Linked DNA regions of Mus musculus: regions 2, 3 and 4 are each linked to region 1. Evidence: chromatin contacts called from public ChIA-PET and Hi-C data. All regions are on one chromosome and are shown on one strand. Each heading gives the region's core, a stretch centred on a gene start, on an enhancer-like site or on the middle of the called end of the contact. The rest is flanking DNA. Distances are from core to core; before and after follow the strand shown. Region 1 holds the start of Man1a2 (mannosidase, alpha, class 1A, member 2). Region 2 has its middle 7.8 kb from the start of Gm40108. Region 3 overlaps Gm40106 (a long non-coding RNA gene). Region 4 overlaps Vtcn1 (V-set domain containing T cell activation inhibitor 1).

Region 1 (7,047 bases), core at 2,795-5,294:
CACAAAAGTAATTGGTTTTGTTTTTTTAAATTCAAAATGAATTTTTTTTTCATTTTGCTTCTGTGACTTCCCAGCAGCTACTCAGAATGAAGACCAAAATACTTAGCAACAGTCCAGCCTAGAGATGCAAACTTAACCACTGGCAGGCTGAGCATTGATTTATTGTGTTACTTGACACCTTAAGTGAGTGGCATAAAATGGAGAGCGCACGCCTGTCAAGAGGGAGCCAGATTCCGACTGAGTGTTAGCCATCGGAAAATAGACACTTGAGTGTTGCTCCAGTCGCAAATTTTTTTAAGAAAAGCCAGAAATCTAGACTGTCACATGAATCTCCCACGTTGTGCATGCCAGGAACTAATTCAAGCTTCTGTAACTAGGGGATAGGCAGGAATTGTAAATCCACATCTGCCCTGTCTACTCTCTGCACCTGGCCACACAACCACACTGTCTACCTCGTCAGTCACGGGAACATTTCCTGTACCCGTAAGAACGCCAGGTTTTTCCCACTAGGGCTCTCCTGTGCAGCCTGCTTGACCATGCCTCCTCCCATCACTGCTTCATCTAGCTTTCTTTTTCTCACCGTTTCAGAGCCCCTTCCCCCTCAATGAAACCTTCCTATTCTCATTTCTCTCCCCCTCCACTCCAAATGCTGGACAGTCACTCCCTACAAACTCTGGTTGCTCTGAGTACAACTTTCTAACAACCAAAACCAAAATCATTGAATCCCTGAATCATTAGCCCATCCACACAGGAGGCTCTACATGAGCAGTCTGAACAGTAGATTATTTGTTGTTAACTAATAACAGTTATAAAATAATGTCATTATAAAATGTTCCTTTTGATAGAAACATTCTGGTGTACTCTTTAAAATATTTATCAAACTGTACCTAGATTTTCAGAAACATAAAACACTTAAAGCAAAGTCAGAATTCAAACATTCCAATTATAAGTGATAATAACCTAAGTCTCCCTGACAACTGGCTGAAGTTGTGAACTATATCAAGGACTCGCACGTATTATCTCATTCAGTACAGCCCATAAAGTAGATGTCGCTGTCATACAGAGGAAACAATTTGAGCTGATTAAAAACTGGCTCAAAAAACAAAACAAAACAAAAAACTCACAAATTTTAGTCAGTGTAAAATGACTAACAACTGAACTAAAACACCAAGGTACTACACTAACTATGCATTCAGAAAGAAACATTATCCCAACGAGTATCTCTTAAACACTAGTAACAAGAATTAATGCCCTCCATTTGCAAGGCTCCCCAACCCTGTCCCTAGCATGCACACAACACACACACACATAACACAATTTTTACCTTCTAAGATACTACACACAAAATAAGTATGATCTTAGTTACAAATAATTCTATAAGACTATCTTTCTGAATTACTTTTAATCAAGATCATATTTGCACATTAGTTTCTGTCATTTTAAACGTATTCCTTGCTCAAAGTAAAATTATTCCAAGCAGACTGTTTTCAGGTGAGAGGAAGCAACAACAAAGTGTAAACAAAGAGCAGCACAAACTGTTCCTGCCACAGCCAGCGTTAGCACTGCCTCCTTCACTGCTTCAACTCCCCACACAGGAGTTGATTCTCTGAGCTGGTAGGCAAGCAAATCCAACAGCACAGTGTCCTTTCCGTCACCCTGACTCTTCCTATCCCAAGCTGAAAATGCAGCTCAATAACCACCCCTTGGCCATTACAACTCTGTTCCCACTGCCAAACTCAGGAACCAGGGGTTCTGAGTAACAATAAATACACACATATTCCTGGGCTCTAATATATGTATATTCCTGGGCTATAAAGTTTAAGAACTGTTACTTATGAGACTTAAACGATTCTTTTGAATTTGTGCAGTACAATGAACATAAACACACTTTCATTTGAATGTATTTTAACTTCAACTAGTTGAGAACTTTTCTTAACTCTCTTAATATCAATTTTAAAGTAAAAATTTGCAAACTTCTACCCATATAAAATATAAAGGAAGCCACTTATCAGTACACGACAGCAGATCATAATAGCTAAATGACATTAATACATCACTGCTGTCAAAAAGCTCTGAACATTTTTTTCCCAAATGTTCATTGCATCATATATACATACCATGGGAAATAAGGTCCAGAAAAACAACGTTTCTTTTTCAGCAAATATTTCCCAGACCAAGTAAGGTTTTTCACAGTTACAAAGCAAGGGAAGTTTTAAAGAAAAACCTCTTAAAGTATGTAAGTTGAAAATATCAAATATCCCAAAGTATAGAAAAATGGTATGAAACTGTATTATTAGAAGTACTCCAATAAGGCCAAAAGTCAATGAACTAGCAAGCAAGTAATTATTAACTTCACAGACAAAGTGAGAACGCCCTCATTACAATAGTGTATTGTCCCAAATATTTAACTTAGGCTCACATTTGAACCTAGGCTTTTTCAAAATCCTCACACTAGGTTAAAACCACTACCCATTTTCTACAGGGGTTCTACCATTCGGGTGAAGTCTCATACATACTTCTCTTTCACACATTCAAGAATTAGCTTATGAGAGGAGAGAGGTGTTTGGAAAAAGCGAATTGTCTCCAAAGTCTCCTTTTAGGTAAAGATCTAGAAATGACTTAAAGGCTGGAAGCAGAGCTTCCATTTCATTTCATCTTGATTATACCCTGCCAAGGGCTCAATTCAGAATAACTGGCCAAATTATGGTTAGGGATATACACACCCCACCTTTTAACATTTAAAAAAAAAAAAAAAAATCAGAGCACAAGCCAGAGATTGGGACTTGGTGGCTGAGCAAAGTCTAGCAAGCTGTCAAGATTCAGTGACTTCACATGGTGGCAGAAAGGCAGAAACACGTTCTCAATACGCGCATGCTGACTCCCTGTATCTCCGCTCCCTGCTGTCCACAGCAGAAGAGTCTGACTGAACACTTCGTTCTGCCGGGAAAAACCAAGGAACCCTAGGAGTCCTTCCAGTCTATGTATGGTTCTACCCAGGCAGCTCTGAACCAACAACGTTCAACACCCTGATCATTCACAGGGGCAGGAGGGGGAGGGGGGAGAGACAAGAAAGCAGTGAACTGTACCTTGCTCTCCCAAAAGGAAGTACCATAATTTAAGTAACAAACGAACCTGTGTCTGTGTTCGTCGGGTCCATGGATCAGGAAGACGCCGGGGTTTTTAGCTCCTTTGCCGGCATCTACGTGAGGAATTAACACATCTTCTAAGCCCAGATCAAAGCGTTTGTGTTTTGAAGAGTCTGGAAGGAAGAAGAATGCCCCAAAACACAGGGTGATGAAGGCACTAAGGATGAGGAGAAGGATAAACTTCTCGGAGAGTCTCAAGGTAGCCCTGTGATGTGGGAAGGAGGGCGGCCCCAGGTTCAAAGGTGGTATCCTACGACCAGAGAGGGGCAGCAGCGCTGGGGTAGTCATCGTTTAGGCTCTTGGACGGAATACTTTATAAAGTTCTCATCTTATATCAAACGTACAACACATCGAACCGTTTCTCAAAACCTCGGCCAAAAAAAAAAAAAGAATAAACTCAATTTCCCTCCTCTCAAAGGATTGTTGTGCTTTTTTATTATTATTATTATTTACGAGGCCACCTCTTTCACGCTCTCCGATTACATCCAGAAGCCCGGGTGACCTCCCAAGCGATCGTTGGTTTCTGTCCCGTCAGATCTTCTCGCCATTTGGCTCTCGGTGCCTCACCGGATGATCGCGAGTCTCCTCTTCATTCCCGAGAGTGGATCGGGCGAGCCACACCGCAGAGAAGCTGCAAGGTGGGTTCTGCCATGCCCGCGCCCCGGCGCGATGCTCAGAGGCGGCTGCCCGCCCCGGGAGGCGCCCGGCGAAGACGACGAGTTGCAGTAGGTCGGTTCCACTCGGTCCCCTCCGGAGCCTCCTCCGCTCCACCGCTCCGCAGCCTCCGCGGCTTCCAAGCAGCGGCGCCGGGCGTAGCAGCGACGACCCTCAGCCGAGGCCGCGAGGGCGACGGCGTCCCGAACACTACAGCGCCCGCGCCGCCGCGCGCTCTGTCAGGAGCGGAACTTCCTCCTCAGCCGAGCGGCCGCCCCCACCCGGCTCCTCCTCCTTCTTCTCTTCCTCCTCCTCCTCCTCCTCCTCCTCCTCCTCAGCTAGCCCCGCCGCCCGCTTCTCGGCCGAGCCCAGCCGCGGCGGCCGAGCCCCTGCGCCTCGGTGGCGGCGTGCGAGGTAGCCGGGCCGCGGCCCTCAGACCGACAGCCCGGGGCCGGCGCCGGCTCATTCCTCGCACCGCCTGGGAGAGGCGGGCGGGAGGGAGGGCGGCCGGTCGCGCGCGAGCGAGCAGCCGCGCCTCCCGCGGCCGCAGGGCGGCTCCGGCAGGGCCCGGCCTCGGGTGGCTCGCACGCTCGCGCTGACTGCGGCGCGGGTCCGCGGCCCTGGGCTGGTCCCTGGCCTGTGGAGGCCGGAGGAGAACAGAGCGGCTGCGCGGCCGACACCGGTTGGGCCGAGCGGCTCGGCCGTGGGGGGCGCGGGCCCGGCTAGCCGCCCCGACTCGCGAGTGGGCGTCCCCGGGCGGCGGAGTGTGAGGTGCGCGCGCACGCTCCCGGCCGCCGCGCCCCTCCCCCGCCCGCCGGGCCGCTCGGGCCTGGCCGCTGCCGAGAGCCCGGAGCCCCCGGAAGCCCCGGCGGCCGGACGAGGAGGACCAGGCGCTTGGATCGCGAAAGTGGCGCTGGAATGTGGGGTTCCTGGGACTGACGGGTTACGGGGGCCAAGGCTGATGCCTCCCTCAGTTATCAGTGACTCGGGGCCGGGGTTCAACATCAAGGTCTCAAACTTCCACGCGTTCTTGGGCACGCGAGGCTGGTTGAAGAAGGAGGTGGCACCGGCCACGTGCCGGATTCGTGTTAAAATGGCAGCCCTGCGCTTTCTACTGGGTTCCTTTCTGAGGAATCGGACGACCTAGGTCAGACAGGAGATTCCTGGTGGTTCAGTCCCAAGACTATATATACACTCTATAGTCATCTTCACCACCACCACTACCATTCCCCCCGCAAAGATAACAAAGATGAATGAATGAGCAGGTGTTAAAACCCAAAAGGACAATATTGTTGAAGTTGAGGCTTGAAACAATCTGAGTCAATTCTGTTATCTGTAATATTGAGAAGAACCAGGTTGTGATAAAGTATAATATAGGCTTCTTAGCAATGCATATGTATTCTTGCATCTAGTTTGCATTTAGCTTTTTTTTTTTTTCTTAAATTTACCTTCTGTTCCTTGCACACATCCTAACTGGTAGCTGGCAATTGGAGAGGAGGCCCATAAATGGCAGGGGTGGGAAGTCAGCCTTAGAAATCAAGGAAAACTTCATGTCCCTTGGCAGGATTCAGAACTACATTCCACTAGGCATTTCTAGAAGCTCTGCAAACCCTACCTTCCTACCACAGGACAAAAGAAGTCATTGGTTTACAAAATAAAGCCAGCACAAGATGTAAACGTGTTCCCAAGGGCCACCGCTGGATCCAAAGTGAATGAGATTTGAGTGAGACACGTGAATGGATGTTAGAAACTGCGGAGTTCATACAGTGTGACTGTCTCATAGATCTCTAATGTTGAGAGCCCAACCAAAAGGAACACTGTGCTCCGACGGTTGAGGTCACTCATTTCCACGAGAAGATGGAAATAAAACACCAACCTCTGAACGAGACAGCAAGTTGTATAAACCTTGAGAAGTTATTATTACCTAGCTAACACTACAGTTAGCTGCAAGAAAAATTTACCAAAACCAAACATTCTACAAATGTGACATTGGAAGTTCCAGACTTATAGCTGATGAAGAGTCTTCTGTATGCCTTGTCCTCTTTCTTGTCCTTGCCTATTTTTCTCTGAGAGATTAAAGTGTTAATTTTACAGATTTTTGTAGATACTCAAATACAGCCAACTATTTTGTCACACTCCTACACTAGCCTCCAAACCATTACCAATTCTTGCTCCCTCCCCCTTTTGCCTCCTCCCCTCTCTACCTCTCCAACTCTCCCTCTGTCTTCTTCCCCTGACTCCCCTTTCCATTTTCTTTCACTTCTAAAAAGAAGGTGTTAAAAGAATGTTTTTTAAAAAACAAGCTGCAAATGTATTCATTATGGTTACAAGTATATAAGAATATGCATATAAATACAGTAAAGGGAAATATTTAGAAAAGATTATAACTCTTAAGACATTGGTATTATATATAATTTTCCCCATGTGTTCTGTTTGCATTGCATTTATAATTAATTAAATTAAAAATTTATAAAGAATGGTACTTGAGAAAGTGAAGGTCAAATTTCAGGAGGTGGATCCAGTCAGACCAGGTTGAACACAGACTGATCCCTCCATGTGAGGGCAATCCACAGAAAGCAGAGAAGGTGAACTGGGGTGGGGGTAGGGGGTAAGTATTCAACAAAGAGGAATTTCATTTCAGATGCCTAAAGAGAATATTTCATTTTCAAAGCTTAGTTAGGCTTTGATCAAAGATGTAGACAAGGTTCCAAAGTGGCAGATAAAACAGTAATTTCCCTTTTACAAATCTATTTAAGTTAATTCATATTTTACGAGATCAGAATTATTAAATGTTAACAAAATAAAATGTATCCTTCCAGGTTTCAAACTGATAGGACCATTCCCGGGATCCACTCAAGCACTGCAATATCAGAGCTCCTCGTGTGTATTAACTTCATATTGACTCTTCGTTGTTTACAGAACAAAACAAAACAGTTTTGACCTTGATCCAGGCTTCCTAGATGAAGTATCATCACCTAGCCCGATTTTAAGCAAAACTCAGGGATGGGGAGAAGCAGGGGGTAATGCAAAAAGACAAGCTGGGTTCTTATTTACTTACAGAACCTGTTCCTTCAGCATTTCAACTGGTTTCCAAGGTTTCCAAGAAAGATGTCAGCTGAGAAGTTACCAGGTGTTCCGAGAGTGAATGCCTAGAGAAATAACTAGGCTCCCGCCTTGCTCCTTCCACTCCTATTTGCATCTAGAAAGCATTTTCCTCGAAGATCAGGGATAATTTGTAGTTCGAAGC
Region 2 (7,047 bases), core at 2,616-5,115, 220 kb after region 1:
TGGGAAAATGATATCGACAGAGGAAGAATTTCCAAGGAACCTTAGACCCTCTCCCTTCCTGCATTCCCATCTGGGCCCCAATATATCTTACACAGAAAGGACTGTAGGCTTTCTGTCACATGACATAACAGCTAAAATGAGACAAAGGAGGAAGGATGAATCTTGTTCAATCTTAGGGGTCTTGGGACATGGTTGGTTGGGACATGGCTGGTTGGTGCCTTTGCTTTGGTCCTGCAGTGATGTGAGTTTGTTGCAGGGAGCATTCAGCAAAGCAAAGCCACTCACATCATAATGACAGAAGCAGAAGGAGACATGAGCAGTGACCCTTCAAGGTCATACTTCTAAGGGCTTAAATTCCTCTCCCTTGGAGCTATCTCCAAAGCCTTCTCTACTGGCTCCAAAGGCTGGAGAGTAAGTTTTTATTGAATGCATGGATCTCTGCTTATATTTCAGAATCAGAGACCAAAGGTGACTCAAGCTGTAACATATAAATATTCCTGTCTTGTTCATGTGTACACACTGCACATGCAGTAGACAGCAGATATGTATGTTACAAACCAGAATATGGTGTGGACCACAAACACCTATAACTGTTCAAATCTAAATGCTAAAGCTAGAGCTAAAGTACATTTAAGGGAATAAACCATCCGACCTTCAAAGTGGAACATTTAGGGTTATGGGTTGGAAACCAAATGGCCTCAAAGCCTGGAGTGTGGAAGGTGTGGTCCCAGATCATGGCACTCATGATGGTCAGACCATGGAGAGGCTAACAACATCAGTATCCATCTATTGTGATTTAGCATTGGATGGGACATTAAGAGCTGGGAGTGGGATCCCTGGGAGCTTGCCTTATCCTTAGTCCCTTCCTGCCTTGCCCTTCCTACATTCTGCTGCGGGGTCAACTGTAATGTGAGGCCAGTCTTCAGCTCAAAGCAATAAGGCCTGGTGCTGGAGAGATGGCTCAACAGTTACAAGCGCTGATAGCTCTTCTGGAGAACCTGGACTTAATCCCCAGCACCCACATGGCAGCTTACAATCACCGGTGACTCAGCCCTAGAGGGTCTCATGGCGTCTTCTAGTCTCCATGTGCACCAGGTACACATGCAGAACACAGACAAACATGCAAGCAAAATGCCCACAATGATGATTTTTATTATTATTATTTTTTTTTTTTAATCTTGGGTCAGCCAAGCTCAGTGGTAAAAGGACTTTGTAGCAAGCCCAAGACTCTGAGTTCAGCTCCTGGTACCAATATGGTAAAGGAAGAAGTTGCAAGTTGTCCTTTGACCTCCATACACATGCCTAGGAACATGTGCAGGTAACCCACACACATCTAATCAAATTAATCATTAGTTACATTTTAAAACAACAGGACTAAGTGACCATTGCAAGACTAAATTCTTGGAAACTATGAGCCAAAATAAATCCTTTTCCTTCTCCTCCTCCTTCTTTCCCTCCTTCTTCTCCCTCTTTTCCTCCTTCTTCTCCTTCTTCTTCTTCTCCTTCTCTTCCTTCTTCTCTTTCTCCTCCTCTTCTTCCTCCTCCTTCTCTCTCTCCTTCTCCCTCTTTTCCTCCTTCTCCTTCTCCTCTTCCTCTTCCTCCTTCTTTTTATGTCAAGTATTTTGTTACAGTATCAAAAGGCTGACCAACAACATGAACTACTGACCATTCTTAGGTTGCAAGACTTATTTTAAGTGAATAAGGCCTTAAATCCATGCACAAGCAGGAGCAAAAAATGTGTGTAGGTTGTAATTGCATAATATGGCCTTTGCTTGGGATTTACTGATGATACCTGTAATTCCTACACTTTACACACACACACACACACACACACACACACACACACACACACACATCAGCACACTAGCTGTGCTAATTCAAGCCCTCTTACTTTGTGCCTGGACTGCTTTTGCTGAATCATCCCCAGAAGTTTCGATCTGGAAGTCATCAGTAATAATACATAGGCTATTTTTTTCTTCCATCTTTAAATCTCATCTACTCTCAAGGACCAGCAAAAATGCTTCCCTCCTGATTCGGAGCAGTGTAACACACTGTCATCTTACTCCATCTTTAGTCAGTCTGTGTCATTTATCATAAAAATAGCATCTATTCCTTTCATCCTCCTGCACTTAAAGTCCCTTGACTCTGATGATTAAATCAACATAGGGACCCAGACAGCCTTTGAAGAGGCTGGAGCATAAACAAGGGACAGGCAAGCACTCTCTGGGACGGCTTGCAACTTTTAGACACAGAAACACAGCAGTTGGGTCCCAGCCTGGAAAGAGAGGTCTGTAGCTATTACTCCAAGAGTCCTACCTGGTAGAAGACATCACTGCTCCACATGATGTGAGTGCCTGATGGTTTCTTTAAAAACAAACAAACAAAACCCTTTCCATTGATTCAGTTGGGGGGGGGGGGCAGCACACATGGAGGTCAGAGGATAACCCGTGGGGATGAGCTTTCTCCTTCCATTATATGGGTTCCAGGGACCAGACTTAGTCATCAGGCTTGGAGGTGTGTACTTTTACCCACTGAGCCATCTCATCAGCCCCTACTTTGTCTGTTTTAAAATCGTAATTTTGGGGGCCTGGAGAGATAGCCCTGAGGTTCAGAGCATTTGTTGCTCTTGCAGAGGACCAGAGTTTGATTCCAGCTGCCTGTAACTCCAGCTCCAAGGGTCCGACACCCTAGTTGAGACTTTGCAGGCATGAGCACAATGGTGAGTGTGTGTATGTGTGCTCGAACACACACACGTGCACACACATATTCACATACATATTATATACACACATTCACTCATACACACACATAGACATACATGCACTCATACATACACATACATGCATGCAAATACACATATACACACACATACATGCATGCAAATACACATATACACACACATACACACAAAAATATTAATAAAATAAAAATATAACACTCTAACTTAAGTCTTGGTTTTGACTTTCAGCTAGTTTTTTCTCTTCCATTCAAATCTGATTGCCTAGTCTAAGCATTGCTCTTAGTATTTGCAGTTACAATGTCTGTTACATAGAACTCTACACATGACCATTTCATGAAAACTTTGGTGCCCTATGATTTCCTCCAAATGAGACAAAAGTGCTTCTCGGTGAATGTAGTCTGTAGCTCTTCATGGCACGCCAAGACCTCGGCCTTTCTCCCTGGTCTACTTTAGAGCGATCATCCAACTTCCTTTATAACCGTCCACATATCAGTGTAGGGAGAAAACTAGTTTATTATTGACAGAGACATTTCTAGAACTTTATGGTGCTTAATATGACCAATGAGATAGTTCATATGGCCATATATGACTCCAGTGGGGGTACCCAAGGTAGATGAGGCTGACTGTGTATCAGGCTTGGAGCATAGAAACAGCAGTTTCTAGTGAGAGGCAACACGTGTTCCCAGGGATCTACTTACATCCTGCTGAAGGAGGCTCTCTGAGAAACAATTGTGTTCAGTGTCTCCCACATTCCCTTCCAAAGTTTTCCCAACCCTCTGTCCTCTGGGTCCTGCCTCTGAATTTCCAATGTTTTCTCCATCATCCCCTTACCCAGACCCCCAAAGGATACTTCCTGATACCCAGCTACACATGGCAAGTCAGGTGAACGCTGTTTTCAGTAGCTTAGTGCACTATACTCTGATAACGGTTTCTCTTCATTGAAATTGAGCAATGAAAATGAGGGATGAACATCACAAAGCTTTCAACTCGTCAGAGATGCTCGGGACATTATGATGATTCTCAGCAAGGAGGCATGGCATGCTTCCACCATGCTTCTGTGCAACATGGAGTTAAGAATTACTGGGCAACATGGGACACACTCCAAGATGCTATGTCTCCTGCATAAACACGGAGTTGTTATGGAAACCAGACACAAATAACCATCTTAACAGAAAGGAAGTGACTACCTGCTATATATCGACATCATAATAGATATTTCTTCCATTCCATCTTTACCATTTGGTCCTCATACCACAACCACCACCACCACCACCACCACCATCACCACCATCATTTCACTGAGGATAAAAAGTTCTGAGCTTAAATAACACCATAATCTCATAGTCAATAGGATTGCCATACTTGAAACCCCAGCCTGTCATCACAAGCTCCTTCTGAGAAATTGCAAGTATGCCCAGAGGGCTGGGTAAAGCTCAAAATGTTATATAAACACTGGCTTCCATTCTCTTATTTGACGTTAAGTGTGGGGATTCATGGGAAGTTCTCAGTTTTGCTCTCAAGATCTATAGCTGTCTATGAAAGGCTTGTCAAAGGACTCCACATCTTACCACAGGGATTCCATCACATCAGGTTAGAGTTGTGCTACGTAAGAAAATCACAATGTAAGAAAATCAAGCCAGCGTAGCCAATAGATGGATAATGAAAAGCAGCGAAGAAAAATGAAGTGCACTGTGAAACTGATGGGTCTAAAAAGCGAATTAAGTGACGTGACCCAGACTCAGAAAAACAAATGTCTCTTTTACTCATATGTGGACGCCAAGCTTTAATGTTTGTATATGTGTAGGTAAGTGGTGTGAGCAGAGCTATAAGACTGGATTAGAGACCATGAGAAGAACTGTAGAGAACAAAAGCTCACAGGTAACATTAAAGAAGAAGAAAGGTCACGGGGGAGGGGGAGGTGTAATCGTATGGGGCGGGGGGACATGAAGAAGAACAAAATCAGAGGCTGGGTCATTATTTTTATTTACTTAAAAGTATGTCTGTGTGTGTATGACTGAGTACTTGCAAGAGTCAGTGGAGGACAGAAAAGGGTGTCAGATTCCCTGGAGTTACAGGCAGTTGTAAGCCTGATGTGGTGGGTACCAAAAACCAAAGCCTAGTCTTCTACAAGGGCAGACTGTGCTCTTAACTACAGAGCCATCTCCCCAGAGCCCAAAACAGGTTCTATTTGGAAAACATCACAATGAAAGCTAAAACTCTATATGTTAAATTCTGTTCATTTGTTTGTTTGTTTTTTGAGACACGCATTATGCTGTAGCCTTGCTGCACCAGCTCTCACTCTGTAGACCAGGCTGGCTTCAAACTCATAGAGATAAACCTGCCTCTGTCTCCCAAGTTCTGGGATTAAAGACAGGTGACACCATCACTTACTTGACCATTGGGTCTTTTTGTTTGTTTGTTTTCATTTAGAAAAAGAAAAGAGAGCTCCTCTCCCTGCAGGAGGCTGCACTGCCTCCTGAATCATGCATGCCCAGTGCACTCTTGGGTCATAAAAGGGTTCTCAGTGAACCTGCAAGGCTCTCCTGACTCTCTGTGAGGTCCACCACATCCCCCTCACTGTAATTATCAGGAAGGTGTCTCTTGCTCTTGGTGTCATCAGATGGCATTTTTTTGTCTAGGTGAACCACTGATGCCTCTCTACTCACCCACCTTTAAGACTATATCTCACAATGTAGCCCAGGTTGGCTTTGAACTCAAGACTCTTCTACATCAGCTTCCCCATTGTGGAAATTATAGGCATGTGCTACCCTACCTGGCTCCCACTGTTCTTATAAGAATGTCAGACGCCCTGGATTAGGGCCTACACACATGACACCATTTAACCCAACAGTTCTTAACCATCCTAATGCTATGACCCTTTAAGACAGTTCCTCATGTTGTGTTGGCCCCCAGTCATAAAATTATTTGTATGTAATTTTGCATCATTATTTCATAACTGTCCTTCATAACAGTTACTTCATAACTGTAATTTTGAGTCATAATGCACATATCTGATATGCAACCCCAAAAGAGGTCACAACCCACAGGTTGAGAACTACTGAAGCTGTTTAAAGGCCTAAGTCAACACAATCACATACTGAAGTATACATGGAGCTGAGAATTCATTACATAAATTTTGGGGGAAAGTCTGTAACATACGTGTGTGTATTAATAAAATCAGAGATTATAAATTGTACATACTGAGCTAGACAAATGAGCATTGGGAATTATACCAGCAAGCATATGAACAGTCTTGCTATATTTCTTCTGTTTGACCAAGAATGGATGGTTAGTGTTTGAACAGTGGGGGAACAACAGAACACCTGGTCTACCTGAGACACCTGAGGAACAGCACAGTGACTCAGCACATAGATGCTGCAGAGGGAGCTACACTGACTAATGGCCTCCCAAAACCACCATTTACTATTTTCAGTTTTACAAAAGACTGTGAAAAAGGTCTCGAAAGGTCATGAGAAGATGAAAATACAACCTATGTGCCTTCAATTTCAAAGAAAAAGAGCTGTGTCAGAGGGTCAGTTGGACTTCATGTAAGCAAACCAAATTGCAGTACTAGGGCTGTCTTTGGATCACAGTGTCCCTTCCTTGGGCTCTCAGAAAGGAAACTAGATTTTGCTGTTGCTGATATTTGGTTTGTGGTTGTTGGTTGGTTTGCCTTTATACCTTTCTTTTCTCACTAAGTCCTGGAAAAGGAAGAGCATACAAGGCAAAGTCATACAAATGGGCCACAAACACACTTACCTCTAGCTTGACATAATGAAATCATAAAAGAGCTTGTGGGCCCTTTGCACCTCAGAACCTGTGGTGGCACACACCTTTAATCCCAGCACTCGGGAGGCAGAGTCAGGTGGATTTCTGTGTTCAAGGATAGCCTGGTCTACAGAGTGAGTTCCCAAGACAGCAAAAAACCAAAACAGTCAAATGCAGTAGTCTGTACCTATGATCTCTGCAGACCCAGGGTGAGATGGACAACACAGACAGGAGAATCCGCCCAAAGCTCACCTAGAAGATAATCCTTGGTCTGTCAAACAAGACCAACAAGAAAGACCCTGTCTCACCAAAGCAGAAAGTGAGAGCTTACTCTTGAAATGTGGTCTCTGACCTCTACACACAGGCACTCACACACATATACACACATATGGACACACAATTCATAAATGTCATCTTTAAATAAAAGAGAAGTTACTAGGAGAAAAACTTACCAATAGATTTGAAGGCACACACAGGGCAACCTTGTGGTGCCGTGTTCATGCACCGGCAGAGGACACCTGCATGACCCAGTGCATGAC
Region 3 (7,047 bases), core at 2,650-5,149, 180 kb before region 1:
ACCGAGGCGTGTGGTGACTGACACACGGGTGGATGCAGAGGCACAGAATCAGGACCACCAAACTGGAGGCCCCATTGCTTCCAAGACTCTCTCCTCCAACAGTACCACCCTCTCTAAGTGTTCTAGGCAATTATAGTTTTGATACCTAGATGAATATTTTTCCAACTCAAACCTTGTGAGCTTACAGGTAAAGCAAGACTGAAAACATCACTGTAGACCATTTAAGGGCTGCCCTGGTCTTCTATCATCTGTTCTGAAGCTATCCATCTCTGTTTTCCTGTCCTGTGGATGAGCACCAGCTCGCCAGTGGAAGTGGAAGCCTGGACGGGCAACCCAATAGAATCCTGGACCCCACAGAGGAGCCAGTGCTGCAGCCTGAAGGACAGGACTTGGGTCCCACTATGGTGAGAGTCTGCATTCCCAGGTCATATTTTTCGGGCTCCATTCTCACTTAGCCTGCTCCTTCCTGTTAGTTATTTGACCTTGATAATGAACTGATGATACTGAGGTAAGACCATTCCTCTGAATTGAAACTGCCCCCACCCCAAGGGAGGAGGGGGCTTCTAAAATGCAGGAAAACTGAGGACACTATCCAAGCCCAGAACATTCAAAAGACAAGACTTACAAGGCACCTACCAAAAGTTTTATTTTGTTTTTGTTTTTTTCCTTTTGGTGTGTTTGTGTCTGTGTGTGTGTGTGTGTCTGTGTGTCTGTCTGTCTGTCTGTCTGTCTGTCTGGCACATGACACAGTGTTCATGTGGAAGTTAGAGAATGGCTTTTAGGGTTTGGTTTTCTCCTGCCATGTGGGGTCTGGAGGTCAAAATTGGATCCTCGGGTTTATCCCACAAGTGCTTTGGCACACCAAGCCATCCCTCCAGTTCCAGAAGTTTTACATAGGAGCAATAAACCATTGCAGAGAGAGAAAATGTTCTTCAGCAGAAGTGCCTACAATCTGTGCAAGGAACTCTAGAGCTGCAGCTTTCTTGGGCTGTCACCCCGACTGGTGTAGGACTTATGGCGAGGCAGCTGCCTGAGTCTCTCATGTTCCTATAAATACCCATGCTCCCGTATGCAAGCCCAATAAACTCACTGGCTTATCAAACGAGGCTCCTTTGTTTCTCATTGGTGTCCTACAGGAGCAAATAAACATTTATTCACAGCTTCCCAGGAAAAGTCATGCAATAGATGATGCCGCTCCCATCAGGATGTATCAATGACCAAATGGCTAATCCAGGGGCCGTAGGTATGTGGTAACTGAAGTTGTTGGGTTTTTTTTTTTAAGTCCCCTATTACTTTTAACAAAAATAATTTTGTCCATGAGATTCTGTTTTCTCCCTTGAGAAGTGAAAGAATGTCCCAGACGATCTCTGTCTTAGTTAGGGTTTCTATTGCCTTGAAGAGACACCATGACCATGGCAACTCTTACAAAGGAAAACATTTAATTGGGGCTGGCTTACGGTTCAGAGGTTTAGTCCATTATCATCATGGTGAGAAGCTTGCATGCAGACATGGTGCTGGAGAAGGAGGGAAGAATTTTACATCTGGATCTGTAGGTTTTAGGAAGAGAGTGACAGTGGGCCTGGCTTGAACATCTAAAATCTCAAAGCCCACTCCCTGTGACGTATGTTCTCCAACAAGGCCACACCTCCTAATTTCATTCAAACCACCAATCTCATTGTATTCTTCCTGTCTGATGTGCTACTACTCTTGATAGTATCATCCTGGAGCAGAAGGCTCTTCAGAGACCCTTTAACTGAAGAGTAAGAAGCTGTGGGCACCCAGTGTGGGAAGCCACAGATGCCATTACAAGGTGGCACAGGCTACCCCTGGCAACCACGCATAAGTTTGGGTAAACAACAAATGTGTACATATGCAGTAAAGTTTTTCACCAAGTTACTGCCTGGCCTGGGGCATGATAATGAGGCTCTGCAAGGTACTGAGAGAGAATAACCAATCAGATGAGAGACATGCAAATGAGGTATGATAATGAGGCTCAGTGAGGTACTGAGAGAGAATAACCAATCAGATGAGAGACATGCAAATGAGGTATGATAATGAGGCTCAGTGAGTTACTGAGAGAGAATAACCAATCAGATGAGAGACATGCAAATGAGGTAGAATGCATAACCAATCTGGGTGTGAGACACGCCTCTCCTAGGCCTATATAAGCAGCACCAGTTCTGGGCTCGGGGTCTTCTTGCCTACGCAGTAAATGCTCTCCCAATAAACGTGTTGCAGAAGGGTCCTGTTGTGGCGTCTGCTTTGCTGGCGAGTCGGGTGCTCACAACCCAGGGCATCTTAACCTTACTGTGATGCCACCCCACCCTTCCCTGAGACATGAGGGAAGACTTTCTGCCAGATATCCCAAGATCTTAAAGGACAGAGATCCATTGCTAAGTGGAGTCCACCCTGGTCACCATGCATGCTGCACACTGAGTGCCTGGCTGTGGGTAAATTAGGAATGGGTTTGAGTATCCAAATTACTGTGTTGGGGCATCAGATTTAAACAGAGAATAGGGAGCCCCTCCATGTATCTTGAGGTGACTGTGAGAATTCTTTCAAGTAACCCATGAGGTGAATGAAAGAATCATAGGGCCTCCTGAGTATCTTTTCCTTCCCCATCTGTCTGTCCGTCCATCCGTCCATCCATCTATCTCAGTGGTTCTCAACCCCTTTGGGAATCTAACCACCTTTTTGCAGGGGTCACCTAAGACCATCAGAAAACAACAGATATTCATAATATAATTCATAACAGTAGTAAAATTACACTTATGAAGTAGCAGTGAAAATAATTTTTATGGTTAGGAGTCACCACATGAGGGACTGTATTAAAGGGTTGCAGTATTAGGAGGGTTGAGAATCACTATTCTATCTAGAACCTGAGGCCACCAGCCACCACTGCAGTAAGGACCACAGCTGGTGAAAGACTCTGCCTTAGGTTGTGACAAAATGACCTTGTGGTTAGGACAATGACACAGTTTTTAAAGTTACTGGATAATGAAACTGGAGTCCCAAGGTGACAAAGACAAAGGAAAGGTGACCCTCCAGGATCTAGGATACAATTGGGGAACTAAAGTATGTTGGTCATACTTGGGACCAACACACTCCCCACTCTATGATAGTCAATGGCTTCTCCTTTCAGACCACATCCCTAATGCTTTTGTTACCTAAAATTCAAACTCACACACAGGATTCAGTGGAGAGGGTGTTAGCAGCATGTTGGCATGTTGGCTGTCCCTCTGCTACATGTGATCAGTTGAGGGGACAGAGGAGGTCAGGTGACAGAGTGCAGAATGGATGCAGTTATCCAAAGAACGTCCTAGGGACTTGTTCCTCCACAGAGGTAAGCCAGTGCCTTCACAGAAGCCCCAGGCCTCACAGTTGGACTAGCCATAGGTTTTCAGGGCATAGCAGACTAAAGTGCTACATCTGAGGTCCTCGCCAGCCTGGGACATAGCTTCCCACTTGTTTTATTTTGACTAGACTATTCAAAGATTCTCTCACATCAAGCTTGAGGTCCTTAAAGCAAAAGACTGTGGTACTAGTGCCAGTGAGCTGTCAAGGCTTGTCGCCCAACCCAAGGGCTTTGTTTTGTCTGACCGAATCTGAAGTAATCACAGGCCTGGTGTTCTTAGACTGTACAGAGAAAATTTTGTAACCTTTTTGACTAACTTCGTGGCCAGTTACCCCGGGGTGCAGGCTTCCTGTTACAGGGTTTAGAAACCTCTCTGAACCTTCTAGCAGCACACGGCTACGTAAACAAGGCTGAGGTCACACCTCTCCCTCCTTCATTTTTCTTCTTGGTTTTCTTATTAGTTCTTTGAAATTTTCATACAGTTTATGTTGATCATGGTCCTCCCTCTCCTCAACTCCTCCCAGATCCACATACCTCCCTTCCCTACATCATTAGAAGGTAGTGGTGGGGGCTGGGATGGTGTGGATAACTGAAAGCCACAGAGTCAGGGAATGGCTTATACTATGTATGTGTGACAGGAGACACTGATCGTTGTTCGTAGTCAGGACAGTGGCTCTCTGTGATGAGAAAGGATGGCTCTGGGCAGAAGCAGGAGAGCCTTGATGTAGGGTCCAGTTGGTTCTGACGTCAGTCCTTAGAGAGAAGGGCTTAGAAACAGTGCTGAGCTCCCCTGGGTGGTGCTCCCACTGATCAACACTAAGTTGTTGCCTTCATTTAGGACAGGGTTCTAAAACCCTTGAGGCCAAGGGAGAGCTGGGGATATGTATCTAGAAGACACCTTTTCCATGTCCAGATCCGAGACTCCTATCCTGTAGTTACATGGAATTCCAAAATGTAGGGACATTTTGTCTAAATGAATACTCCTGGTCTCCCCATATTCTGATCCACAGGACCTCATCTCAGGGCTGGGAGGAACTTAGTTGGTAGAGCGCCTGCCTAGTACATGTGAAGACTTAGGTTGGATCCTCGGTTCTATATAAAAACCAGGTATGGTGGTACAGGCTAGTAGTTCTAACACCAGGAAGGTGATAGTTGAAAGATCAGAAGTTCAAGGTCATCTTTGACTCCATAATAAGTTCAAGGCCAGCTACGGCTGCATGAGAACCTCCCAAGGCAGGGTTGGTTCACAATCTGTCTCTGTTATTTGTTTTCTGTACTGCCTTCGGCAACTTCCTTACTCTGTGTCTCTATTCCTTCTGCTGAGATGGGAATACGAATGTCAGCCTTGTCAGGCCATTGTGAAAATAAAGGGCCCAAGGTGCTTCTGTCTGCAAATGGCAGCAACAAGCCACATTACTGTAGTTACTGATTGCTGCTACGAAAGGGTGGATATCTGTGGTAAATCTACATTCATCAAAGGATGCTTTTGTAGGAATGAATGTTAACCCCTCTCTCTAATCTAGACAACTTTCAATCCTCCTGCCTCAGCCTCCAAGAGAACAGGCTAGTGCCACGAGATTGGGTAACAGTAATTGTAATGTCCCAAGGAAATGCTAGCTTATACTGTCCCAGTCAGAAGCTTTACCTATTAAATAGTCAACCCTCCCCCACTCACCCCAGACACACTCAAACATTCCTGCTTTCGTTTCAAATGGCTGAGTGCTATGCTCAGTGAACACCACCTTTCAGGACCCTCAAACAGCGTGTCAGCAGGAAGCCTGTCCCCCGCATGGCTACAGCCGTTCAGATTTTGCATGAAAACACTGTGTATGCTCTCAAACCATAGGCTTCTAGACTCTCGGGTATTGCTCTATGAACCAGAATCCAGCTGTGGGAGAAATGAGATCTCCGTGTAGTCAGACACCTGGACTTTCTGAGAGACGTGTCAGCTGTCTGGCTAGTTTCATGTAGGTTAATGATGGAAGCTGGCTGCTTTATGCTGAACAACTCTGCATTTCACTAAGCAGAATTTATCTCCAAGGATTAGGGGTTCAGATCCTCTAAAACAACTGTCCTTAATGACAGTAAAGGTTATTATGCTATCAGATGTCCTTTTAGAATAGGTGTTTCTCACAAGTGGAATTCAGAGTCACCAAGTGTCTACCTCACTGCAAATGAAAACATCCAAGAGGCCAGACAGTGGTGGTGCGTATGCCAGGAGGCAGAGGCAGGTGGATCTCTAAGTTGGAGGCCAGCCTGGTCTACACAGCGAGTTCCAAGGCAGCCAGGGCTACCCAGAGAAACCCTGTCTCCAAAAATCTATATATAGAATGAAAGAAAGGAAGGGAGGAAGGGAGAGGGGGAGGAGGGAAGAAGGGAGGGGACAGAGGGAGGGGGAAGAGAGGAAGGGAGGGAGAGAAGAAGAGAGGGAAAGGAAAAGTAAAGAGAAGAAAAGAGAAAAAGAGAGAAACGGTTCAAGAATTGTGGCCCCCTGGAAACCAGCTGGAGGATGGATTGGCCTGGGGATATTGGGCTTCAGGGATGTGGGTCTCATTCTGGTTCCCAGATCTGTCATGTGACCTTGGGTGTAATGGTTTGAATATGCTTGGCCCTGGAAGTAATCAGCAGTATTAGGAGGTGTGTCTTGGGGGAGTAGGTATGACCTTATTGGGACAAGTGTGCCACTGTGGAGGTGAGCTTTGAGACCTTCCTCCTAGCTGCCTAGAAGCCATTCTTCTGTTTGCTTTCTGAATACAATATAGAACTCTCAGCTTCTCCTGCACCATGTCTGCCTGGACACTGCTGTGTCCGTCCATGATGATAATAGGCTGAACCTCAGATCCAGTAAGCCAGCCCCATTAAGTATTGTCCTTTATAAGAGTTGCCTTGATCATGGTGTTACTTCACAGCAATGGAAATCTTAACGAAGACACTGGGCAAGTTGCTTCTGTTCTCTGAGCATGAGCTTTGGTGTTCACATTCATACAGCAGAGCATGTAAAACCCTTTGAAACATGATCCTTCTACAGTCTGTACATCCAGGTGGAAGGTCAAACTTTGTGGTTCCCTGAAGTGATGCTTGGTCCCACTTCCAGTTGAACAGACTCTAGTGAGCAGTTAGAACCCATCTTGTTGCCAATGACCCAAAATAAAATACAGTTTTATTTGTTTTGCACTGAGCTAATTCCCCAGGGCAACCATCCAAGCACATTGGGGTTGGTGGTAATGGAGAAAGTCCAAGATGAGGATGTAGTTTCCAGAATCAAGAACATTAGTGATGTTTTCCTGATGCCAGGACAGTGAATGGCAGAGTGGACAGCTCCGTGGACACCCACTTGTGTGGTTACAGACCGCCCAGCCTGGCCTGCATCTTTTGCCACTATGTTGACAGATTCTAAAATTACCTAGCATCATATAGAAGAAACATGGCTGAGAGGGGCAGACCAGCAGCCTGGGTCCATTCCACCACCATGTCCCTGCTCTCCAGCGATATTCACTGAAGATCAGTGATGGCCTCTTAGTGGCCACTGGAGGCACATGTCAATACCAGCCAGAGGGTGTGGGTTGGCCCTGGAAGATGGACTGTCTCTTCATCTAGCCTCAGCGGGTCCCTCTCACATCACATAGATATGACAACCTAAATCTAGGGTTAGGTTTGCTTTGGTCAGACACATTTATCTCTCCACTTATTCC
Region 4 (7,047 bases), core at 3,130-5,629, 160 kb after region 1:
TTGCCACTTGCCTGTCTGATAAAGGCTTTCCTAAGAAGTGGAGGGACTATCCCACTGAGGTTTAGAGTTGTATTTCAGCCAGGCATGGTGCCTATAATTCCAATATTCAGGAGGCTGAGGCAAGAGGATTTTGAGATCAAGGCCAGCAATATGCTACAAGATAGTTAGTACTTCTGACTTAGTTAGGGTTTTCCATTACTATGAAGAGACACCATGACCAAGGCAAAGACAATATTTAATTGAGCTGGCTTACAATTTCAAAGGTTCAGTTCACTATTATCATGGTGGAAAGCATAGTGTCCAAGCAGACATGGTGCTGGAGAAGGAGATGAGAGTTCTGCATCTTGATCTGATTGCAGCTAGGAGAGACTGTCACCCAGGCAGAGGAGGATCTCAAAGTCTACTCCCACAGTGACACACTTCCTCCAGCAAGGCCAAACCTCCCTGGACTAATCGTATTCAAACCATATCTTGTCTCAAAAGGTGGGGGGTGGGGTAGGATAGTACTTTCTTAAGGATTAGTGACATTAGACTCCATTTCATAGACCTTTTAGTTGACCACTCAGCCTCTTCGTCTATCAAAACCAAGGTTATTTGGGGGTTACTACTGGCTTGCGTGCATTCCTTCTGTGTTTTGGACATTAACCCTTATCAGATATATGATTAACAAATATTTCTTCCTTTCTGTGGTTTTCCCTTTATTTTATTGATTATTTCTTTAGTGATATAGAAACTATTTTAGCTTGAGGAACTCTCATTTGCTCTTTTTTTTTTCTTTTAGCATCATATGTTTAACAATCATCACGAAGACATCTGGGGTTTTTTTTCCCTCTTATTACCATCCAGTTGTCTCAGGTTTCCAGGTCTTACATTAAGATGTAAACCCTTCAGACTCCTTTTTTATGTATGAAGAGGGTGTTTCTGGATTCCATCACAACTAACCCTAATCCTGATAGTTACAGCCTTGCGTTCTCCTACATAAGCCAAAATTCCTATAGAGGCACTATTGTCCACGACAGCTATAAAATTAGTGTTGCTGTTGGAGAATATGAGGGACCATCCATTCCACCACTTTGCTGATGCCAATTCCTCAGCTTCCTCACTCTAATTCGCTGCTCCACTCTTAGCAAGGTTTTCCTCGTTCACCTGGGTATCAGTGGCTAATGAGAGAAAATGCCATAGTAAATACTTCAACTGGGAATGAAACCAAGGACAGCTATTCTCGTTTCTTTATTGTCATCCAAAGAGTAAAAGATACTGCAAGGTGACAAAAGACTTGCAGGGTCTCAGGGTTATCAGCTCCCCTAACACCTGATGCTGACCTCACCCGGGTCTGAGGACACAATAGAAAACAGCTACCCCTGGCAGTTTCTTTCTGCTGTCCCCCATGCTCCAACTTACAGTGATGAGTCCAAAGGAGAAAGCCACGCAGAGAAGTCTAAATGGACTGTGAGGGACAAGACAGAAAATAGACAGCAGGGGATGAGAAGAGGGAAAGAGATCAGAAAGAGTTTTCAGAGAGTTGGAGAGGGGGTGCTTCATGGAGAAAAAAACAATCTTATAGAGATAGAGGTTGAGAAAGTGCAATTTTTTTAAAGGAAGGTTTGCTGTTGTCTTAATTAGGATTTTCATTGTTGGGCTGGTGAGATGGCTCAGCTGGTAAGAGCACCCGACTGCGCTTCCAAAGGTCCTGAGTTCAAATCCCAGCAACCACATGGTGGCTCACAACCATCTGTAATGAGATCTGACTCCCTCTTCTGGTGTGTCTGAAGACAGCTACAGTGTACTTACATATAATAAATAAATAAATCTTTAAAAAAAAAAAAAAAAAAAGGATTTTCATTGTTGTAAAGAGACACCATGACCAAGGCAACTCTTATAAAGGACAGCATTTAAATGGGGCCGGCTTACAGAATCAGAAGTTCAGTCCATTATCATCATGGTGGGAAGCATGGCAGCATCCAGGCAGATGTGGTGCTGGAGGAGCTGAGGGTTCTACATCTTCATCTAAAGAAAGCCAGGGGCAGACCGTTTTCAAGGTGGCTAGGAGGAGGATCTCAAAGGCCACCTCAACAGTGACAGACTTCCTCCATCAAGGAAATACCTAATAGTGCCACTCCCTAAGCCAAGCAGATTCAAACCACCTCACCTGTGCACTGCCTGTATAATGCCTCTTAGCATTTTCCTAGCTGTTCGCTGGCTTCACATAAAGTGGCTGCTGTGTTGATGTTTATTCTTTTTGCTTTGTTTTTGAGATGGGATCTTGTTCAGTAAATGCCTGGCCTGAAATTCTTTAGGTCTCCCAGACTTTCCTTGAACTTGTAACACTGCCTTAGCTTTCAAAGTGTCACACTCACCTGATTGATTTAGCATCATCAACTGGGTCACAAGATATCTGGAGTCTATGTGGTTACAATATAAGTTCTGTGGATCTTGAAAAGAATCTCTTTGTATGTGATAGCTAAGAGCTTGTGAGGGGCAGTACTAGAGAACAAGCTCATGGCTTACACACGTGCTGGGCAAGCGTCTACCACTGAGCTACATTCCCAGCACACAATATGACCTTAAATGTGGGTGTATATTTAGTTAACTGTTCAAATCAATCCTACCCAAGGTTCGTCCTTCCTTCCTTCCTTCCTTCCTTCCTTCCTCCCTCCCTCCCTCCCTCCCTCCCTTCCTTCCTTCCTTCCTTCCTTCATCTAGGAGACATTACCTGAAATAGATGGTGTGTGCCACTGAGTTTAGCTAATGTTAGCTCAGTTCAGCATTTTCAGATGTCTGGGTGAGTCAGACCACTTATGAAAATTTGTCTTCTTCGGTTCCCTGCCCCTGAGTCCCTGAACATTCACTTCGGCATGACTCACTACGTCAGCCCCCTTTCCCAGGTGCCCTATTGGTGAGCTGGCTACACCCTTCTGGGATGTCCAGCCTGCGGGGAAAACCCATGTGCTTTGCTGCGTAAGACAGCGCTGACTTTCCAGGCAGAGATCTCTATTCCCGCCACCTGCTCCCCCAACCCCCACATCTCTCTGTGTGTCTCTGTCTGTTTCTGTCTCTCTGTCTCTGTCTCTGTCTCTCTGTCTCCCACTTTCCCCTCTCTTATCTGTTATAGAGCACATTAACATTATCAAGTATTATTTAGGTTCTAATTCATGTTTTCCCCCAGCTTGACTCATGAGAAATGCCTAACGAGCTCTTTAATGCACATATCTGTATGTTGGGGAGAGAAAGAAGGATGTTCTCACAGCACAGGAAATAAAAAAGATTCTCCAAAGAAATATGCTCACTAATCTTCTCTTCCTACCATGAACACTTTTTATATCCTTTGTCTGAGTGATGTGGCTAAGAATTACGGGAGCGCGTCAAAGATTCCCTTTTAAGCTCTATGTAATGAGCTTAAAAAGCATGCAGCAGCTATTGTATATTGGAACCCCAATTCAAAATTTTAAATTTAACACCATACTGCACACAAGTAAAAAGATATAGTTCTTGCTCATAAACAAACAAACAAACAAACAAACTCCTGAGATCAGAGGAGACTCAGATGTAGAAACAAATCACTTCACACAGTGTGGTAACGTCCAACGGGAGAGCTGTGCCGGGCACAACGAGGACCCAGAGATGCTACCGTTAGCTTCCCTCAGAAATTATCTAGAGTGAGGAAACATGCAAAAGAGAAAGGAGGCTGAAGTCTAGCTATGGGGTGCCTCTAGGAGCAAAGGGTTACTAAATACCTGAAAGGGAAAACACACACACACACACACAGTCAAATTACAGAGAGGCAGCTACACTGTCTAACTGATGAAAGTGGCTAGGAAAAAGCTCATTTAAAAAAAAAATAATTATCTTAGTTTAATTATATGTGTGTGCCTGTATATGGTATGTGCACTTGGGACTGCTGGTACACATGTGAAGTCCAGAAGACCAACACACACACACTATACATACACAGACACACACACACTACACACACACACACACAAACACACATACATGTTCCACACAAACACACTCCACATACACTCCACACACACTGGGATTACAGAAGGTTGTGCACTCTCCAACATAGAATTCTGGGAACCAAACTTGGGTCCTGTGTAAGAACAACACATACTTTAAGCACCAAGCCATCTCTTCTTCGCCCCCGAAGCTCCTTTTTTAAGAGTTTGAGAAGTCATCTAGAAATCCTAGCTGCCAAATGTGAAAACAGTAAACATCCTGGAGTCTGCTCTAGGGATTTCTAAAACAGGGCCCATCTGGGGTCTGGATAGCTCAGACATGCCCCACTATGCTGCTCTCGACTTCCGTGTGCATTGGTGAACGTAGAAGGGACATCTGTGATGAGGAGAGGCCCTGAGCATGACATCTCTCGACTCGTTTCCCACACTGTTCTCTACCCAATCTCTACTTCCTACGCACGATTTAAAATAAATAGTCCATTTCATAGTCTTAGCCTCCAATCCCAACATAAAATGTAGCATTATAAACTAGCAAGGGAGATGCTGAGAAGGCCTGAGAAGTTGCTTCTGAATAACAATGAGCTGGAAGAGAAGGAGGCAGGGAGCAGGGACCTGAAGGGAAGGTGTCAGTTGACATTGCTGCCGCCTTGGGTCCTGGAGCTGTCCCACTGTCTGTCCACCCTACACACCGAGGGCTCGGGCTGTGCAGCCCTGAGTTTCCCATTTACCAAGCTGATTCTCACATCAGCTGCCTCAGCCTCTTGTCCCTTCAAGCCAACAATGTAGCCCAGAAATCAAGCCAGGACTGAGTCCAGACTGTGCCTTCTCTTAATGGCTTACATCTCAAAGCCCTACTCTTTTCAATATTTTTTTGGGAAAATTGGTGCCTTGAACTGGGGACCACTGTCCAAAGCAGTGAATTCCACACAAGGAACGCCACCTTGACCCCGGTGTGAAATTCCCTAACTCGACTAGATTTCGATTTTGATGGAAGTCTGAGAAAACGTCTGCCAGGAGTCTATGACTTGCATGAGCTACTTGGAGGGTTGCCTGGATAGGAAAAGGCTCAGCAGCCCCAGTCATCCTGGCCTCTTTTCTTCTGAAGCCCTGGGCTGTCTGCTACAGACACTGAACGTTCCTGAGAGGCTCAGGCCCAGGGTCTGCCAGAACTGATGTATTTTATTAAAAGATGAGAGTATCTTTTTGTCCTTGTTTCAAATAAGATATACCTAAAGAGTGGATGAGACTAAGAAATGTAAAACTACAGAGCTGATTAATTGCTATTCTATCTCTGGGTTGGTGAGAGGCAAAGCTTATAGGTTTCTAGACTAAGGGAAGTTTGGAGAAGCCATGTTTTCAGTCCTATTTAGTTCTCAGGCCCCGGTGGAATCTGCTTCTTAGTATCTCTGGATAACTCTTCCTTCCTCCCCCTTCCCCTCCCCCTCCCCCTCCCCTCCCCCTCCCCTCCCCTCCCTGCTCTGCCTCTTAAGCCTTGAAGTGTGTGCTCTGCACATCCACAGACCTAGCTCTTGTCTCTTGTCAGATGTACAGTGTCTTAGTCAGGGTTACTATGGCTGAGAGGAAACACCAAGACCCAAGCAACCTGGGGAGGAAAGGATTTATTCTGCTTACATTTCCACATCACCAAAATCAGGACAGGAACTCTAACAGAGCAGAAATCTGATATTAGGAGCTGATATAGAAACCATGGAAGGTCACTGCTTGCTGGCTTGCTCCCCATGGCTTGCTCTGCCTGCTTTCCTATAGAACGCTGGACAACCTGCCCAGGAGTGGCACCATCTACAATGGGCTGGGCCCTCCCCATCAACCACTAATTAAGAATGCCATACAGCTGGATCTTATGGGGGCATTTTTCTCAATTGAGGTTCCCCCTTTCAGATGTCTCAAGTTGACCGGAACCTAACTAGTACATGAAGGGAACTAACATTTTTACTGTGTCTACAACATGCACAATGCTGTGATATATCAGGAAAAAGATGCCAAGCCAAGAGAGTTTCTTAATGGACCTCAAATTCCCCTTGCTCTCTTAAACTCAAAAGCAATGCCTAAGCCTTTAAAAAGATGGCAATGGTAAAAATAAACGATTATTTTTAAAAGGTGATAACGGTGGCCACCAATGCCAATCACTAGGCAATCCAAAGTCTAAAGATGAAACTATGGGTGGGTGAGGAAGGTAGGTGGGTGGGTGGGTGAAGGGAGCACCCTCTCAGAGACAAGGGAAGGGGGGATGGGGGGAATAACTCTTGGAGGGGGAACCAGGAAGAGGGGCAGCATTTGGAATGTAAATAAATAACAAAATTTAAAACAATTAAAAAAAATAAAAACAATTTTAAAAAATCAAACTAAAAACATTATATATATATAATGTCATATAATAGATGAATATATTATATATGTATACATTACATAGCAATATGTATATATGTCAATATGTATATATATTTTATACTCATCTATTATATATGTAGTTAGTTTATTTTAACTTCTAGTTTTCATGATCTTAATTTTCTAAATAAGTCCATTAAATTTTCCCTTTTGCCTTCAGTCCCTTGCTATGTGTTGTTTGGGGACATTGCCCTGATTTTCTGAGGCTAGGAGAGCATGCTCAGTTGGCTTCTGCTTACGTTTTACTGAGAGATGCTTCCTTCAGTGCGTTCCTCAAAGTGTTGGTACCTCGGGTCCCCAGACAGCCACACTTCATCTGTGGTTTGCTCCTCACACCCATCCATTATGTCTGAGGAAGACTCTGGGTGGCCATGGAGGCTGTTTCTACCTTGGCTAGAGGAATAAATGGTACTTCTAACCTCTTATGGCTGCCTATAGGAGTCTCTCCGACGGGCACAAGGCTTCGCTGGTGGGTACTAATTCTTTATCTCGTAACAGTGTCCAGAATACTCATGCATGTTGCAGGCACACTTCATATCATATACAACCCTTTCTCTCAGCACTTTAATGGCATTCCATCATCTTCCTGGTTTCCTTTGTTACTTTGGAAAGTAAGCTATAGGTCCAGTAGACATTCGTTTCTAGGCGACCTGTCAATCCTCTTACTGTGCATAATCTTTTG

What was found. A called contact is a pair of places that touch in the nucleus more often than the background predicts. ChIA-PET counts read pairs in DNA pulled down with a chosen protein or histone mark.
Region 2: a Hi-C map of cortical neurons shows a contact between it and region 1, with 3 times the contacts expected there. The contact joins the enhancer-like site here to the promoter of Man1a2 in region 1. A contact is called at or near these places in 3 of 39 promoter capture datasets (the C10 cell line, the HPC-7 cell line and pre-B cells), 1 of 15 datasets of contacts at CTCF or cohesin (pro-B cells), 18 of 484 Hi-C or Micro-C datasets (B cells, the Ba/F3 cell line, CD4 T cells and 11 more), 12 of 115 datasets of contacts at active chromatin or transcription factors (the 230-238 cell line, bone marrow-derived macrophages, embryonic limb bud and 6 more) and 2 of 9 other capture datasets (adipose tissue and liver).
Region 3: a contact with region 1 is called in an RNA polymerase II ChIA-PET map of memory CD8 T cells, with 28 read pairs. The contact joins the enhancer-like site here to the promoter of Man1a2 in region 1. A contact is called at or near these places in 3 of 39 promoter capture datasets (liver, neutrophils and pre-B cells), 19 of 484 Hi-C or Micro-C datasets (B cells, the G1E-ER4 cell line, LSK cells and 15 more), 3 of 115 datasets of contacts at active chromatin or transcription factors (bone marrow-derived macrophages, embryonic stem cells and memory CD8 T cells) and 3 of 9 other capture datasets (adipose tissue, liver and pancreatic islet).
Region 4: a Hi-C map of cerebral cortex shows a contact between it and region 1, with 2.0 times the contacts expected there. The contact joins the enhancer-like site here to the promoter of Man1a2 in region 1. A contact is called at or near these places in 1 of 484 Hi-C or Micro-C datasets (cerebral cortex) and 4 of 115 datasets of contacts at active chromatin or transcription factors (the SCID.adh cell line, bone marrow-derived macrophages, embryonic stem cells and 1 more).

Annotation. Positions count from the first base shown.
Region 1 is chr3:100,681,429-100,688,475 of GRCm38.p6, forward strand. It overlaps Man1a2 (mannosidase, alpha, class 1A, member 2), which reads right to left and starts at 4,045. Exons shown (of 13, transcript NM_010763.2): 1 at 3,133-4,045. The coding sequence starts at 3,434.
Region 2 is chr3:100,897,581-100,904,627 of GRCm38.p6, forward strand. No RefSeq gene overlaps it. Among named protein-coding and RNA genes, the nearest start is that of Gm40108, 7.8 kb to the right of the region's middle. Within about 2 kb of position 3,866, at least 2 of the 459 cell types and tissues checked have an H3K27ac peak or open chromatin away from gene starts, as enhancers often do. A contact at or near this core is called in cortical neurons, where this site is marked.
Region 3 is chr3:100,499,027-100,506,073 of GRCm38.p6, forward strand. All of the region lies in intron 2 of Gm40106 (a long non-coding RNA gene), which reads right to left. Gm12474 (a long non-coding RNA gene) reads left to right here. Exons shown (of 7, transcript XR_867500.3): 1 at 1-404. Among named protein-coding and RNA genes, the nearest start is that of Gm12474, 7.2 kb to the left of the region's middle. Within about 2 kb of position 3,900, at least 43 of the 459 cell types and tissues checked have an H3K27ac peak or open chromatin away from gene starts, as enhancers often do. A contact at or near this core is called in T follicular helper cells, memory CD8 T cells and neutrophils, where this site is marked.
Region 4 is chr3:100,845,647-100,852,693 of GRCm38.p6, forward strand. All of the region lies in intron 1 of Vtcn1 (V-set domain containing T cell activation inhibitor 1), which reads left to right. Among named protein-coding and RNA genes, the nearest start is that of Gm32720, 23 kb to the left of the region's middle. Within about 2 kb of position 4,380, at least 4 of the 459 cell types and tissues checked have an H3K27ac peak or open chromatin away from gene starts, as enhancers often do. A contact at or near this core is called in cerebral cortex, where this site is marked.